Regions from separate parts of the Mus musculus genome. Here all the other regions are linked to region 1. Evidence: chromatin contacts called from public Hi-C and promoter capture Hi-C data. All regions are on one chromosome and are shown on one strand. The core of a region is the stretch at or near the end of the contact, and the rest is flanking DNA. Distances in the headings are between cores, read along the strand shown.

Region 1 (3,643 bases), core at 396-2,895:
GTTTATGTTGTGGTGACCTCTAACCATAAAATTATTTTCGTTGTTACTTTATAACTTTAATTTTTTTGCTGTTTTGAATTTCCATTCATAACATAAAAATCATATCATACAATCCATATGATTTCCGATGTCTCAGGCAAACCTGGTGAAACCCATGGGAACCATGGTTTATACTCATTGCTATCCAGGACCCCATGTGGTGCACCGCATAGGAAGCAAGTTTGTGCCTTACCTGCCAGGCAGCATAACTTGTCCCTGTAAAGGGATCACTCCGGTGGAGCGATGGTTCAGAGATGCTGTTCCAGAGAACCTGAGTTTGGTTCTTAGCACTCGCACCCACATGCAATGGCTCACAAGTGTCTCCAACTCCAGCTGTAGGGGATCTGATGCCATCTACCCACTGTGGGCACTTGTACACCCGCGGCATACCCTCAGACACAGACATGTACACATGAAAATACATCACTCACCACTGGACAGTAGGGTGCTCAGAATGAGAGCCCATAGAACTGTGGCCACCAGCAGAGCCAAGACCAGGAAGAAAAGTCTTTGTTTGTAGCACTCCCAACGTCCCAATTGCCCTAGTAGAACACAGATAAATTCTGGCTCTCTCCAGGACAGAGGTACAGACAGCTTAAGTACCCTCCTACCACCACACAACATAGTTAGAATTTTTTTAAATTTAATTTTAAAAATTAAAAAAGTCTTTAATTGGCTATTTTATTTTTTTACATTTCAAATATTATCCCCCTTCCTGGGTTTCCCTCCACAAACTCCCATCTCATTCCACCCCCCACTGCTTCTATGAGGGTGCTCCCATACCCACCTGCCCACTCCCACCTCACCACCCTAGACTTCCCCTACATTGGGGCACTGAGCCTTCACAGGTGGAACACAGACTGAAAGAAAGGCCATCCAGAGACTACCATATGCAGCCACCAAACCCAGACACTATTGCAGATGCCAAGAAGTGCTTGCTGACAGGAGCTTGAAATAGCTGTCTCCTGAGAGGCTCTGCCAGAGCCTGACAAATACAGAGGCTGATGCTTGCAGCCAACCACGGAACTGAGCATGGGGATCCCGATGGAGGAGTTAGAGGAAGGACTGAAGAAGGAGCTGAAGGGGTTTGCAACCCCATAGGAAGAACAACAATATAAACCAACCAGACCCTCCAGAGCTCCCAGGGACTAAACCATCAACCAAAGAGTTCACATGGAGGGACCCATGGCTCCAGCTGCATATTTAGCAGTCTTAGAATTCTTATGCCAGTGTAACCAGAATCTATGTAACAAGGTGTCTGTGGCTGGAGTGATACCTGTCCCCACACAGGTTTTCTGGGGGAGACTTGGGTGATGCTGTTTCTCAGTCCAGGACCCAGGACCCAGCCCTTAGGACCCTGGGAAGTCCTCACTCCAGGATGTGATGTCCCCATGCCTGTGCTGCGGGCACCACCATTCCACAGTTCTGTCCATACAGTGGTGTCTCCTGTATGGTTTTGCCGTTTCTTCTCCCCAGCCCTCCCAAACTGCAAACATTAGAACAGAAGAACCCATGGAGGACGATGGGGTGATTCTCTTTCTCCTACCTCTGGAGACCTCTTCAATTGCACTGCCCAGCTTGTTGTATTCACCAGTGTTCATGGTGGTGGTGGCGTCCAGCCCTGGACAGAGATATAAATTTAAGTCTCCACCCTAGCCCTATCCTATCTCCCTCCCTCCCTCCCTTCCTTCCTTTCCATGTCGGTGGCCTCAATACTTTTGTGTAGGAAGCCAGCTAATGGTCAGTCGCAGTGCTGGGCAAGGCTAGGACTGTGAGGGGCAGATCAAACCTCTGTGGCTTGATCATTGTAGCTGTGTTTCCTGCACAGAAGGTGTGACGACTCATCTTTTGGTGTCTATGGAGGCATAGACCAGGAACACAGCACCCATGCACAGATAGGAGACATACATAATGTATACACACAGTGCCAAGAAGATATGTGTTTGGTTTATACCAGTGGTTCTCAACCTTCTGTCTCTCTCTGTGTAAATGTATGTATGTGTGTGATTGTGGAGGTCAGAGGACAGATTGGAGTGTTGTTACCCAGGCACCATTTATCTTTTAAATATTGCATTTATTTAGTTATATTGTGTGTTTTGGGTTCTTGCATAGGATTAGAGATCCCTCTAATGTACATTCACCTGACAACGTGTGAGAATTGGTTTTCTCTCTACACCATGTGGATTCTGGGATCAAAGCCAAATTGCCAAACTTGGCAGCAAGCTCCTTTATTCATTGAGCTGTCATGGTGACCCCCATCCACCTTTTTTTTTTTTTGGAAACAGGGTCTCTCTCTCTTTTTTAAAGCTTTTAAAAGTTTATTGTAAGGTTCCCTTTGTTAAATTATGTAATTACTACCTAAAGCAATGTGATATATTTGAAGTTACATTTTTTATTGGATATTTTCTTCATTTACATTTCAAATGCTATCCCCTTTCCTAGTTTCCTCTCTAAAAGTCCCCTATACCCTCCCTCTGCCCTGTTCTCCAACCCACCCACTCCTGCTTCCTGGCCCTGGCATTCCCCTGTACTGGGGCATATAATTTTCGAAAGACCAAGGGCCTGTCCTCCCAATGATGGCCGACTAGGCCATCCTCTGCTACATATGCAGCTAGGGACACGAGCTCTGGGGGTACTGGTTAATTCATATTGTTGTTCCTCCTAGAGTGTTGCAGACCCCTTTAGTCCCTTGGGTACTTTCTCTAGCTCCTTCATTGGGGGCCCTGCGTTCCATCCAATAGATGACTGTGAGCATCCACTTCTGAATTTGCCAGACACTGGCATAGCCTCACAAGAGACAACTATATCAGGGTCCTGCCAACAAAATCTTGCTGGCATATGCAATAGTGTCTGGGTTTGGTGGTTGTTTATGGGATGGATCCCTGGGTGGGGCAGTCTCTGGATGGTCCTTCCTTCTATCTCAGCTCCGAACTTTGTCTCTGTGATTCCTTCCATGGGTATCTTGTTCCCCATTCTAAGAAGGAACAAAGTATCCACACTTTGGTCTTTCTTCTTCTTGAGTTTCATGTGGAAACAGGGTCTCTTAAAGGCTAAGTAATATAGGCTGGTCTCAAAGTCCGTGTCCAGGATGGTCTCTATGAGCCAGCATTGGAGAGCAGAACCCGCTGTCCTTCAGCAGGTAGCCCAGATAACTTACTTTTCTCTGGCAGATTTGGGCCTTCGTGGCTGAGGCTCTGTATCTTAAGCCTCTCAGCTCCTCTAAGAGGAGTTTAGTCACCTCTGGATAGTCCTCCTCAGTCTTGGGTCCCAGGTTTTTTCACAGGCAGGACGGGAGTATTCCAAGCCCATTGGCATTTCCATAAGATCCCTTGTTCCAGGAGCCTGGTAATGTGGGGCCGGATTCCGTTCTGGGCCTCCCTCAATATAGGATATTGGCACACAGACACCAGGGAGGCTTGGGCTCTGAGCTCCATATGGATAGGGGACTGGTTGGTGGCCCTCCCCATCCCTGCCATCTCAGGCTAGGCCTGGGGAAAGGCCTAGAATCACCAGTCTAGTTCCTGGGGTGCCCTGTCCAAGGTCTCAAACAACTTGTATTCATCCTCTAACCCGAGAGTCAGGACTCTCTGTAGATTCCTTCCGG
Region 2 (3,643 bases), core at 555-3,054, 250 kb before region 1:
AAGACAGTCCTGCAATGATTGAACTGGGCTGACACCACCAGCAAGCGCCTTCCCACTTCGGACCTGTTGGGGCATTGTTCCACTAGGACCCCACCGATCAGCTGGCAGCAATACCCCAGTGTCCGGATCTGTGGGAGACCAGAATCGGTTACCATGGTTCCAATCATGGCTGAGCTGCAATCCCCTACCACACACCCAGCCATGGACACTTTAGGATGGAAACTGGAAAGAGTTGCTGGGCACGGTGGATCAGGCCTATACTTGTCAGTACTTGAGAAACAGAGGCAGGAGGATCACCTCCAAGTTTAAGGCCAGCCTGGGCTACTGAGATCCTGTCTCAAAAAAACCCAGAAAGTTCTAAGAGTCATCAAACTGCCAACCCAATCTGAAAGGTTTTTATCTTTTGTTTCTTTCTTTTGGTTGCTGAGGCTGGGTCTCACGTTCACCTCACTCACTGCATAGCCCAGCAAGTCACTGCCATGCCCCTGCCTCAGCATCCGCAAGGCTGTAATAACAAGCATGGGGCACTTAATCTGGCTAAAACTGAAAGCTTCTTTCGTTCTCTCTTCCTTTTTTAAAAGATGTAACATTATTCTAATTTGTTAATTTGAGACGGGGTCTCCGTAGCCCAGGCTAACCAGACACCGTGGTCATGATTAGAATTCCTGATCCTCCTGTTTCCACCTCCCAAACTCTGGAATGAGAGGTGTACAAGCATCTGGTGTACTTGAGACTGAGACCAAATCGTGCACAATGCACAAGCACTCTACCAATTGAGCCAACATCCCAGGCAAGGCAGAAGTTAAGAGGAGAGCTTGACATCAAAATCCAAAAAGTGCCACATAGCCGGGTGTGGTGAGGCACACCTGTCATCCCAGCCAGTATTTGGGGAGCTGAGGCATAAGGACAAGAAAGTTCAGGGTCAGCCTGGACTACAAGGTAAGTTATAGGCAACCAGAACTTCATAACAAGGTCCTGTTTCAACAAAGAAAGAAGAGGGGAAGAGAGGAGAGGGGAAGGGGAGGGGGGGAAGAGTTGCCATGGGGAGTCCCATTAGAGTGCTAGCTTGCTCACCAATGGTTGAAATGACAGAAAACAAAACTATTTCCCACCTCCTGGGCTCTCCTTTGCCCACAGGCAGGGGCATAAGGCTCTTCCGCCTAGCTCTGCCTTTAGCAGGACTGAAAAAGCAGTCTAGGTGGCAAAATAGCCATTTGCTTGGAAGACTTTAGAGAGGGGCCATTCAGTAAGACACTTAGAACACGGAAATTTAGCAGGCTCACCGCCCTTGTATCTTTGTTTCTTTTGTTTTGAGACAGGGTATCCTGTAGCCCAGGCTGGCCTTGAACTCCTGATCTTTCCATTAGAAGTGCCGAGATCACTGGCTTGTGCCAATATATCTGGTTTGTGCGGTGCTGAGGAAGGACCTAAAGGTTTCGTCTATGCTAGGAATGCAGTGGGCTACAGTCCCAGATCTTTTATTATTTCACTTGCTTATCAGAAATGATTAGTTTCAAGCTGTGTGTGATGGCACACACCTGTAATCCCAGCAATTCGGGAGGCTGAGGTAGGAAGTTCTCAGGTAAGACACCAGCCTGCCGACAGCCTGCTGTCATGTAAGACACCGGTCCCTTTAGGACCCCCTCTCTGGCCTGTTTTCCTCATCTCTGAGACCTGACCAAACTCCAGGTCACTCCGGTCCCGCCAAGGCCCCAGACTTCCTCTCACCAGGCGGTCCCGGACCCGGTGGGACTCCAGCGCGGAAGCCAGACGGTTCAGCAGAGCCATGGCAACTCGGTCGTGACGTCACCCAGGGCGGGGTCAAACTCCTTTGGAAAGGTCCGAAGGTCCGCGCAGGCGCAACTGCCTGCCCTTTGTCCGAGTACTGCTACCTTGTAGGCGTGCTAGCCCGAACCCAGTTTGCAAATGTATTACTGCCACGTCTGTCCTCCCTGCCCACGGACACCCAGAATGACCTTCTAAGCCTGTTGAAATTCGCTCCACCGCTGCTTAGGCAACTCCGCAAGCAAAATGTTTCAAAAATTAATTCATTGCCTACGGGCGGGGGGGGGGGGGAGCGGGGAGTGGGGACAATCAAAAGCTTCACTTGTGGGCTTCATGTACCTGCTTTATCAGTTTGTCTGTTCTGAGCATCTGTGACTGGTGTACTCTCACAAGGCATCTTGATTTTCACTTTCTTTGAGGGGTGATTAGATTTCTTTCTTTTTTTTTTTTTTTTTTTTTGAGGATTTCATTTAGTTCACGCTATCTTTGAACTCACCATGTGCTCAAACTGGCCTTACACTCCTTATTTAGTCTCCCAAATGCTGGATGATAGGCATGTGGCACAAGGCTCCAAGACATCATTAGATATGTTATATTAGATATCATTAGTTACCTGGCTAAAAGGCACCTTTAGAAGAAAAATGAGCTCGGCAGGGAACAAGTACCTTTAATCCCAGCATTCAGGGGGCAGAGGTTCTCCGTGAGTTCCAGGCTAGCCAGATCTACATAGGGAGCTCTGGGCCAGCAGGATGGCACAGTTGGTAGAGGCGCATGTAGGTCAAGCCTGAAGACATGAGTTCCATCCTTGGGACTGGCATAGTTGAAAGTAAGAACCCACTCTGGTGCTAGCTGTCCTCTAACCTCCACAGTTATGGTGTGGTGCACATGCGCGTGTGTGTAAAAACAACTACAAAATAGTCAAAGTTCTCTTCCACTCTTCCTTCCAGGAAGGACAAAAGTTGATCGCTAAAGGTGTTTGATCCATATCTACCTGAGCAGGGCACCCAGAGAATTCACCTTAACCAGCTGTGTTTTGTTTTGTTTTGCTTTGTTTTGTTTTGTTTTTTTGTTGTGTTTGGAGGAGTGAAGACACAAGTATTTTGAGTATTTGTTTTGAAACAAGATCTTATGTAGTCCAAGCTGGGCTCCAACTGAATTAATTTGTAGCCAAGACTGGCCTTGGACTCCTCCTGGTCCTCCTGCCTCAACCTCAGAAGTGCTGGCATGACAGGTGTGTGCCACCAAGTCTGGTTTGTGTGGTGCTGGGATGGAACCCAGAGCTCTCTGCATGGTAAGCTAATGTTCTATACTGAGCCACATTCACAGACCCCAGAACAGTATTTTTTTTTAAAAAGATTTATTTATTATTATAAGTACACTGTAGCTGTCTTCAGATGCACCAGAAGGGGGCATCAGATCTCACTATGAATGGTTGTGAGCCATCATGTGGTTGCTGGGATTTGAACTCAGGGGCTTCAGAAGAGCAGTCGATGCTCTTAACCACTGAGCCATATATATATGTGTGTGTGTGTGTGTGTGTGTGTGTGTGTATAACATATATATATAATATATATAGTGTATAACAATAAATAATATGTATATATTATTTATTATATATATAATATATGTGTGTATAACATATATTATATATATATATAGTGTATAACAATAAATAATTTTTTTAAAAAGAGGGAAAAAGAAAGAAAGGAAAGGAAAAAGAAAAGACCCAGAATCAAGCAAAGAAATTATTTCACTCAGGTCAAATTATTTCACTCAGGTCTGATATGGTGAAGCAGTGAGTTTATTGAGGCTGCTTAAGGGAGCAGGGTAACGCAAAAAATCTCTAGAAAGCCACCCC
Region 3 (3,643 bases), core at 376-2,875, 220 kb before region 1:
CTTTACTTTTTTAAAATTTAATTTTTATTATATATTTATAAGTATTTTGCTTTCAGGTAAGTCTGTGCCCCATGACTGTTGACTTTGGAGGTCAGAAGAGGACATTGTATCTAGTGGAACTGGAATTATAGGCAGTTGTCAGCTGCCATGTGGATGCTGGGAACTGAACTCGAGTCCTCTACCAGAACCAGTTCTCCTCACTGATGCACTATCTCTTCAGCCCCTCACTTTTATCCTGGGGCTCACAGACTGGTTAAACTGTTGGCCCCAGGCCCCAGGGATCCTCTCATCTCTGCCTCCACAATGCTGGGATTACAGGTACCAGGCCTTAGTTTTTACACAAATTCTAGGGATCTGAATTCAGATCTTCATGCTTTCATGGCAAGCACCTGAGCCAGTGAACCACCTCCCTGACTATTGCACCGAGCCATCTCCCTAGCCTCAATGCCTGGCTTTTGAGAAAGTATTATAATACTTACCAATGTTATTGGACTGCAAGGGCCATCATGCCATGTTTCCACAGCGCTGGGGACTGATCCCAGTTTGTGCCTGCTGAGCAAGCACCCTATCAACTGGGCTACATCCCCAGTACTGTGAGATGGTCTGAATTATTTCATTGAATCCTTTGTACAGCTCTGGGAGGCAGGTAATCCTGGGTGAATCCCGTTTTGCAAAGAACAAGAAAATTTCAATTGATTATTATTAATAATAAAAGGGCCAGGCAGTGGTAGTGCGTGCCTTTAATCCCAGCACTTGGGAGGCAGAGGCAGGCGGATTTCTGAGTTCGAGGCCAGCCTGGTCTACAGAGTGAGTTCCAGGACAGCTAGAACTATTACAGAGAAACCCTGTCTCGAAAAACCAAAATAAATAAATAAATAAATAAATAGAAATTAGCTCACAATTTAAGGCACGGTGGAAAGTTTTGAAGTGATGGTTAGATTTACACTCAAATTGTCTTCCTTGCAGAGCTGCGTTTTTAACTATCAAGTTCCAAGCAAGACTGCCATAAAGAGGTGAATGGCAGACCAGCGGTCAGTTTAAGTGGGAAGTTTTCTGGTCGTTGCAAAGCCTTGGGAAGTCACCAGGAGGTTCTAGAAGGTGGAAATTCTTTGGAGGTCCTGGACTCTCCGTAGGAGGAGACTGGCTGTAAAAGATAGGACTGAGGCTGTTGCAGTAGCGCAGAAAGTCTTTGGACTGTTAAAATACGGTTCTATTTGGTTTAGGAAACGGTTTGCTTGTAGCTCAGATGGGAGACAGAAAAGGTTTCTGGGAGTAGAGGGGCGGATATTTTCGGCTTAGGACGCCGGATCATCGCCGGACACTACTGAGGGTAACAGGTGAAGCTCTGGACTCAGAAGTTACAAGGCTGTCGCCGAGCCAGATCGGATCCAGTTCCCGCCACACCTAGAAGCCAGTGGGTCCCTCAGACCTTTTGTTAGAGTTGCTATCGGCACTAGGACCGCGCGACTATTTTTAGTCCACAAGCGGCCAGCGAGGGGCGCATGCGCACTGCTGGGAGGCTCTGCCCCGCCCCTTAGAAAGGGTCGCGCTTGTCACGTGTTCAGTTCAGGCGCCCCGCTCACGTGACCGCGGCGCATGTCAGCTGATGCGGGAGGGTTTGAAGCGGCGCCGGGAGGGAGCGAGGCTGCAGTGACCGCGGCGCGCGCTGGGACCCACCCGCGTCTCGCGCTCACCCTGCGGCCATGGCCACCCCGGCGGGCCGGCGCGCCTCAGGTGAGCGCGGGCGGCGGGAGGGCGCGCCCAGCTCAGCGACCTCGGGTGACTTCCGCTGCAGTCCAATACTGGAAGATGGGCTTTCGGCTTCTAGAACCTGGGCGGCGGGCGGGCCAGCATCTCCTACCTCAGGCGGAGAGCTTCTACCGATCCTAGAATCTGGGCGGCGGGTGGGCATCGAGCGTCCAGCTTAGTGTTCTGACTTTCAGGGCGGACTTCTCAGTGTTCCTATGGGAGATTGACGAATGATTCCTCCTAGAATCTGGGCAGTGGGTGCACAGCGACACCTCCGACCTTGGACGTCAAGCGCCCAACTTCCCGTTCGTCAATTCCAGTGCGGACTTCTCAGATGCTCCATAGGGGAGAGATGGGTAGATGGCTCCCAGAACCTGGGCTTCCAGTTCTCAAGTTTTTCAAGTCCTCATATGAGAGAGATAGACAGTAGCATCCTAGAACCTGGGTGGTGGGTGTGTACCAACAACATCTCTAACCTCAGGTGAACAGCTTGCATAGTACCCAGAACTCAGGTAGTACAGGTACCAGCAACTCTTGGCCTCAAGCACTGAGGGTCTACAGTTCCTAGAACTGGGTGGTGGGTGGACACCACTTCCCCAGCCTCTTTCTCCAAGCTCTCCATTTTTCCCTTTAAAGTGTGGTGCAGACTTATGGAGGAGAGATGGGCAGTTGGTTCTCAGAACCAGTGGGCAGGTCCCAGCCTTTAAAACCTCTGCAGAGAGCTTATTGTTGATGACAATTCTAAAGGCCAGTACAAACTTAGTTGCCTTATGAGAGAGAGATAGAGCGTCCAAAGAACTTGGACAGTGGGTGGGCTTAAGATTCTCCAGTTTAAGAGGGCAGGACTCCTGATAATCCCAGCCTCCACCTCCCTTGTGCTGGGATTCTAAGCATGTATCACCATGGATGGCTGTATTATTGTTATTACGAAACATTTCTTTCCAGGGTTGTTTGTGACCTGTGAGAGTATTGCCTTCCCCAACCTAGTCTCTTCTCAGTTTGTAAACAGGCGCCAGCCAGCCAGCCAGCCAGCTAGCTAGTTTCTTCCATTAGGACAGTATTTGAAGCCCGAGCTTTTGTTAGCGGTAGTTTGGTTTTGTTTGGATCAGGTTCTTAGTCTATAGACCCTGAACTTCTTTTACTTTTGTTTTTGTCTGTTTTGAGACAGAGTGTCTATGTAGCTCTGGGAGTTCTGGAATTCTGGTATCTGCCTTCTTTGCTTCCAGAATTCTGCCAGACTTGAACCTGTGATACTCCTTTTTCAGCCTCTGAGTACTGTGATTACAGGCCTAGTCGAGTCTTCCTCCTCCTCTTTCTCTCCTCCTTCTGGATTGAACCTAGGGCCATGTACCACACTACCACTGAGCTATGGCCCAAGCTATAGCCAAAGTTCTAGTTCCTCAGTTTGCCAGAACTCAGACAGCAACCTGCAATGAGACCCAAGGCTTCCCTTCTGGAAGCCAATGCCCAAATGTTCAGCCTCCCTGAACGTATAGGCAGGAATAGAGCTAAAGGGATGTTCTCCACAAATTAGGGGACTAAACTACAGTTCCTCAAACTCATACCTTCCTAAAATGAGATTGTGTGCTCCCAGTTTCCTGGCTTGTCACTAAGAAATCTGGGGATGGCATCTTGTGTTGATCTCTCACTGTGTGCTGCCTGCAGACATTCATGTGGGAGTTCTGGCTGGTAATGCCTGGGATGGGCTACGCTGTGATCTTAGCTAAGGCGTTACAGCCTGCCTTTGGTTTTCCTCCCTACTAGCTTGTAAACATGCTCATCTAGACTGAAAAGGGAGGAGCCAAGTAGGAACCACGGGTAGTGACGTGGCCCAGCCTTTCCTGGCAGCTTTGGGGCTGGAAGAGTTGCTCACAGATAGAATGCTTCTATAGCA
Region 4 (3,643 bases), core at 798-3,297, 150 kb before region 1:
GTAGGGGTATAGGAAGCTCTGAGGCCTTTAAAAGAACGAGACAGACCTGTATTTACTGACATGGAAAAACACATGTATATCGCTCCATGAAAAGGAATGGGGACCATACAGGCGGATTCCACTGGAGCAAGCAGACACATGTAGAGTGGCCACAGTGAACTCCTTTCACTCCAGTGTGCTGCGGAGGAGGGGACTCAAGGGAGGAACGTCAGGAGAAATCTTGTTATTGAAGATGAAATATTCCCTGAGCTTGTAACCTCTTCTCCTCCACCAGGGTTGCTTTTAGATTTTCACTATCATAGATGAGATTGGGGTGGGGATTTTCCTTCTTCTTCCCCCTCATCCTGTTCACCCTACTCCTCTTTTTCAGGTAGGTTGTTAATATGAAGCCTGGGATGACCTTAACTTTGAGATCCTCCTGCCTCAACCTTTGGAATCTTCGGATTACAGCTGTGCACCACACCCACCAACTTCTTTTTATTTGCTCTCTCTCTCTCTCTCTCTCTCTCTCTCTCTCTCTCTCTCTCTCTCTCTCTCTCTCTCCCCTCCTATCATTGATTCAGGTGCAGCAGCAAATATGAGGTCAGAGGTCAACTTACAGGAGTTTGTTCTCCTTTCACTATGCTGTGAGGATTCAACTCAGATATCAGGCTTGTGCAGTGAGTGACCTCTCTTTGAGTCTCATTTGGCCCAGGATGATCTTGGACTTGTGAATCTCTAGCTTCTTCCTCCTGGGATCATAGCACCATGCCTGCTTTAGTCAATACTTGGGATGGAACCCAAGGCTTTTTGCAGGCCAAGTGCTCTACCAACTTAACCACAGCCCTAAGCCCTCAATCATTTCTTCCTATTATCTCCAATGTGTTATTGCAATAAACGAGTAAGAACATTCTTCCATTTCCCCTGTTCCTGTTCTTAGGAAAAACAAACACTAGACTTGACAACAGAGGCTCATAGCTGACTGGCTTCATTGTAGTGCTTGATACACTTGGCTAAGTTGCTCTGGTAAAAGGCGGAAAAGTTTAACACCCCTGGCAGTGGGTGGAAGGTCCTGTTTCATGGCACAGTTGGAAATTATTAGACAGGACAGCTGGGAGGGCTACTGGAAGCACAGAACAAATTCAGGATGTTCGAGGCTCTGGGTTCCAACCCAAGCACATTGCCCCACCTCAATCAAACAGCAAACCAAACCTGGTGACATGGCTGTAACCAGAGCACTCACGCGGTGGAAAGCAGAAGCTGAAGGCCACTTTTAGTGTGTTTGAGGCCAGCCTGGCTTACATGTCCCCCAACCCCCCAAATAGGACTGGGGGTATGGCTCAGTGGGTAAAGCACTTGCCAACCTGAGTTCAGGTCCCTAGAAACCTCATAAAGGTAGAATGGACTCCACAAATTATCCTCTGACCTACACACAGAGAGACTACACACCTGCTCTCACACATTAAAAACGTGCAAGATAAAAACTTGCTGGGCATGGTAGCACACTCTTTAATCCCATCATTCGTGAGGTGGAAGCAGGTGGATCTCTGTGAGTTTGAGGCCAGTCTGGTCTTTAAAGCCAGTTCCAGGACAGCCAGGGTTGTTACACATAGAAACCCTGTCTTGAAAAAACAAAATAAATAAGTAACTCTTTCTTTGACTTAAAAGGGGAGGTGGGGCGCCATGTGATTTGCACAACTTTTAATCCTAGTGAAAGATTATCCATTAGACTGACTCCCAGATAAGCAGACCAAGAGGGAGATCGGCCAGAGCTAGGTAACAAAGATAGCAAGCTCCGAGGATGGTAGCTTCTTCCTCGCCCTGCTGAGCTGAGACAAAAGCCTGGAGGCTTAAAACAAATGCCTTACATGCTTTTGTCTCCTGCCAGCAGGACTCTGCTGCTGGTCTGGGTCAGGTGTCCGAGGTCTGCTCAGGACGGTCACACAACAGTTCTGAGCCAATCAGCTACTCTGTCTTTCTTCAAACTGACCAACCGTAAAGTAGGGAAGAAAACTCAGACTTTAAACCCCCAGCCTTCATTGTCAACCTCTCTGCTTTGCAGAGAGTCTTTCTCTCACCCCAGATAAATGCCTGTCCTCAACTGCCGATTCTCTCTGCTGCTGTCAGCAGACTGGAGATTTCTCCACTGCCACCTGTCGTGCTTGAGGTTTGTCCTGCCTTTTAGTTAGTGAATTGGCAGAGAAAACGAACCGGATAAAGAACCCTAGACTGTATTACTAGGACTTTGAAGGCAGAGGCGCGTAGAACTCTGTGTATTCAAGGCCAGCCTGGTTTATATAGGCCAGCAAGTTTCAGGACAGCCAGGTCTACAAAATGAGACCCTGCCTCAGAAAGAAAAAGAAAGAAAGAAAGGAAGAGAGAAGAGAGGGAGGGGGGAAAGGAAAGAAGGAAGGAAGGAAGGAAGGAAGGAAGGAAGGAAGGAAGAAGTTAAAGAACGCAGCTTTGTATATATATTATTTTAGTATATATTTGTTTATTTACTTTGTGTGTGTCTATATGTGCGTGTAGAGTTCAGAGGAGAACTTGCAGAAATCGGTTCTCCCCTCCCACCATACGGATCCCTGCAATCTACCTCAGAGCAAGCAGTCGTTGGGGTGGGGTGGAGGATTTTTTTAAAGCCCCCTGCAGCCTCCGTTGCTTTCCACACTTTTAATATCTTACTTCAGTATGCAAATTTTTTCCAATCCTCTGTTCTTGTGGCTTTTTTCTATGGCTCAAACAAGTGGTGGGTCCTGAGTGGTTGTGTTGGAGTGGGGTGACACTCTCCGCAGGTGTGAGCACTCAGAGAGGCAGATAGACTGGGAGGATCACATACTGTTTCTGCTTCGTGTTTGTTCATGTTTGTAAGTATTGATTTTGTATGATCAGCTTTATTTACCTGAGTGCAACGGGGTGTTATATTTGAAGAACCTGTGTGTGTGTGTGTGTGTGTGTGTGTGCGTGCATGTGTGTAGGTGTGTATGTGTGTAGGTGTGTGTATGTGCATGTGTGTAGATGTGTGTGTGTGAGAGTGTGTGTGTAGGTGTGTCTGTATGTGTGTCTGTGCATATGTGTAGGTGTGTATGTGGGCATGTGTGTCTGTGTGTGTACATGTGTGTTTGTGTGTCTGTGTCTGTGTAGGTTTGTTTGTGTGTGTGTCTGTGCATGTGTGTATGTGTGTGTGTGCATATGTGTATGTGTGTGTGTAGGTTTGTTTGTGTGTGTGTCTGTGCATGTGTGTATGTGTGTATGTGTGTCTGTGCATGTGTGTCTGTGTGTATGTGTGTGTGTGCATGTGTGTCTGTGTGTGTAGGTATGTCTGTGTGTATGTGTGGTGTGTCTGTGCATATGTGTAGGTGTGTGTGTGCATGTGTGTAGGTGTGTGTGTGTGTGTGTGTGTGTGTGTGTAGTATAGAGATCTATCTTGGGTATAGTTCTTCAGGAGCCATTCCCCTTGTTGTTACTGTTTTTTTTTTTTAGTTTTTATTTAATTATTTATTTTATGTGTATGTTCGTAGACCTCATTGTCTGCATGAGCACTACACACACACACACACACACACACACACACACACACACACATTGCCTGGGCAGACCAAAAGAGGGCATTGAATTCCCTGGAACTAGAGATACAGGTAGTTGTGAACTCCCTAATGTGTGTGCT

What was found. A called contact is a pair of places that touch in the nucleus more often than the background predicts. Capture Hi-C pulls out chosen DNA fragments and counts their contacts.
Region 2: a Hi-C map of the HPC-7 cell line shows a contact between it and region 1, with 2.8 times the contacts expected there. The contact joins the promoter of Pex11g here to the promoter of Clec4g in region 1. A contact is called at or near these places in 14 of 39 promoter capture datasets (3T3-L1-derived adipocytes, the C10 cell line, the HPC-7 cell line and 11 more), 1 of 484 Hi-C or Micro-C datasets (the HPC-7 cell line), 3 of 115 datasets of contacts at active chromatin or transcription factors (bone marrow-derived macrophages, embryonic stem cells and microglia) and 1 of 9 other capture datasets (liver).
Region 3: a contact with region 1 is called in a promoter capture Hi-C map of liver. The contact joins the promoter of Mcoln1 here to the promoter of Clec4g in region 1. A contact is called at or near these places in 5 of 39 promoter capture datasets (3T3-L1-derived adipocytes, the C10 cell line, embryonic stem cells and 2 more), 1 of 115 datasets of contacts at active chromatin or transcription factors (bone marrow-derived macrophages) and 2 of 9 other capture datasets (adipose tissue and liver).
Region 4: a contact with region 1 is called in a promoter capture Hi-C map of pancreatic islet. The contact joins the promoter of Rps23rg1 here to the promoter of Clec4g in region 1. A contact is called at or near these places in 3 of 39 promoter capture datasets (the C10 cell line, neutrophils and stem cell-derived epiblast-like cells), 4 of 484 Hi-C or Micro-C datasets (ECoMG-derived neutrophils, bone marrow-derived macrophages, macrophages and 1 more) and 3 of 9 other capture datasets (adipose tissue, liver and pancreatic islet).

The regions. Positions count from the first base shown.
Region 1 is chr8:3,719,006-3,722,648 of GRCm38.p6, forward strand. It overlaps Clec4g (C-type lectin domain family 4, member g), which reads right to left and starts at 1,646. Exons shown (of 9, transcript NM_029465.3): 1 at 1,586-1,646; 2 at 471-581. The coding sequence starts at 1,640. All of the region lies in intron 4 of Gm16553 (a long non-coding RNA gene), which reads left to right.
Region 2 is chr8:3,465,844-3,469,486 of GRCm38.p6, forward strand. It overlaps Pex11g (peroxisomal biogenesis factor 11 gamma), which reads right to left and starts at 1,805. Exons shown (of 5, transcript NM_026951.3): 1 at 1,729-1,805; 2 at 1-128. The coding sequence starts at 1,788. It also overlaps a transcript of Tex45 not described here.
Region 3 is chr8:3,498,894-3,502,536 of GRCm38.p6, forward strand. Mcoln1 (mucolipin 1) reads left to right here and starts at 1,626. Exons shown (of 14, transcript NM_053177.1): 1 at 1,626-1,734. The coding sequence starts at 1,704.
Region 4 is chr8:3,565,951-3,569,593 of GRCm38.p6, forward strand. Rps23rg1 (ribosomal protein S23, retrogene 1) reads left to right here and starts at 2,048. Exons shown (of 6, transcript NM_001024728.2): 1 at 2,048-2,146.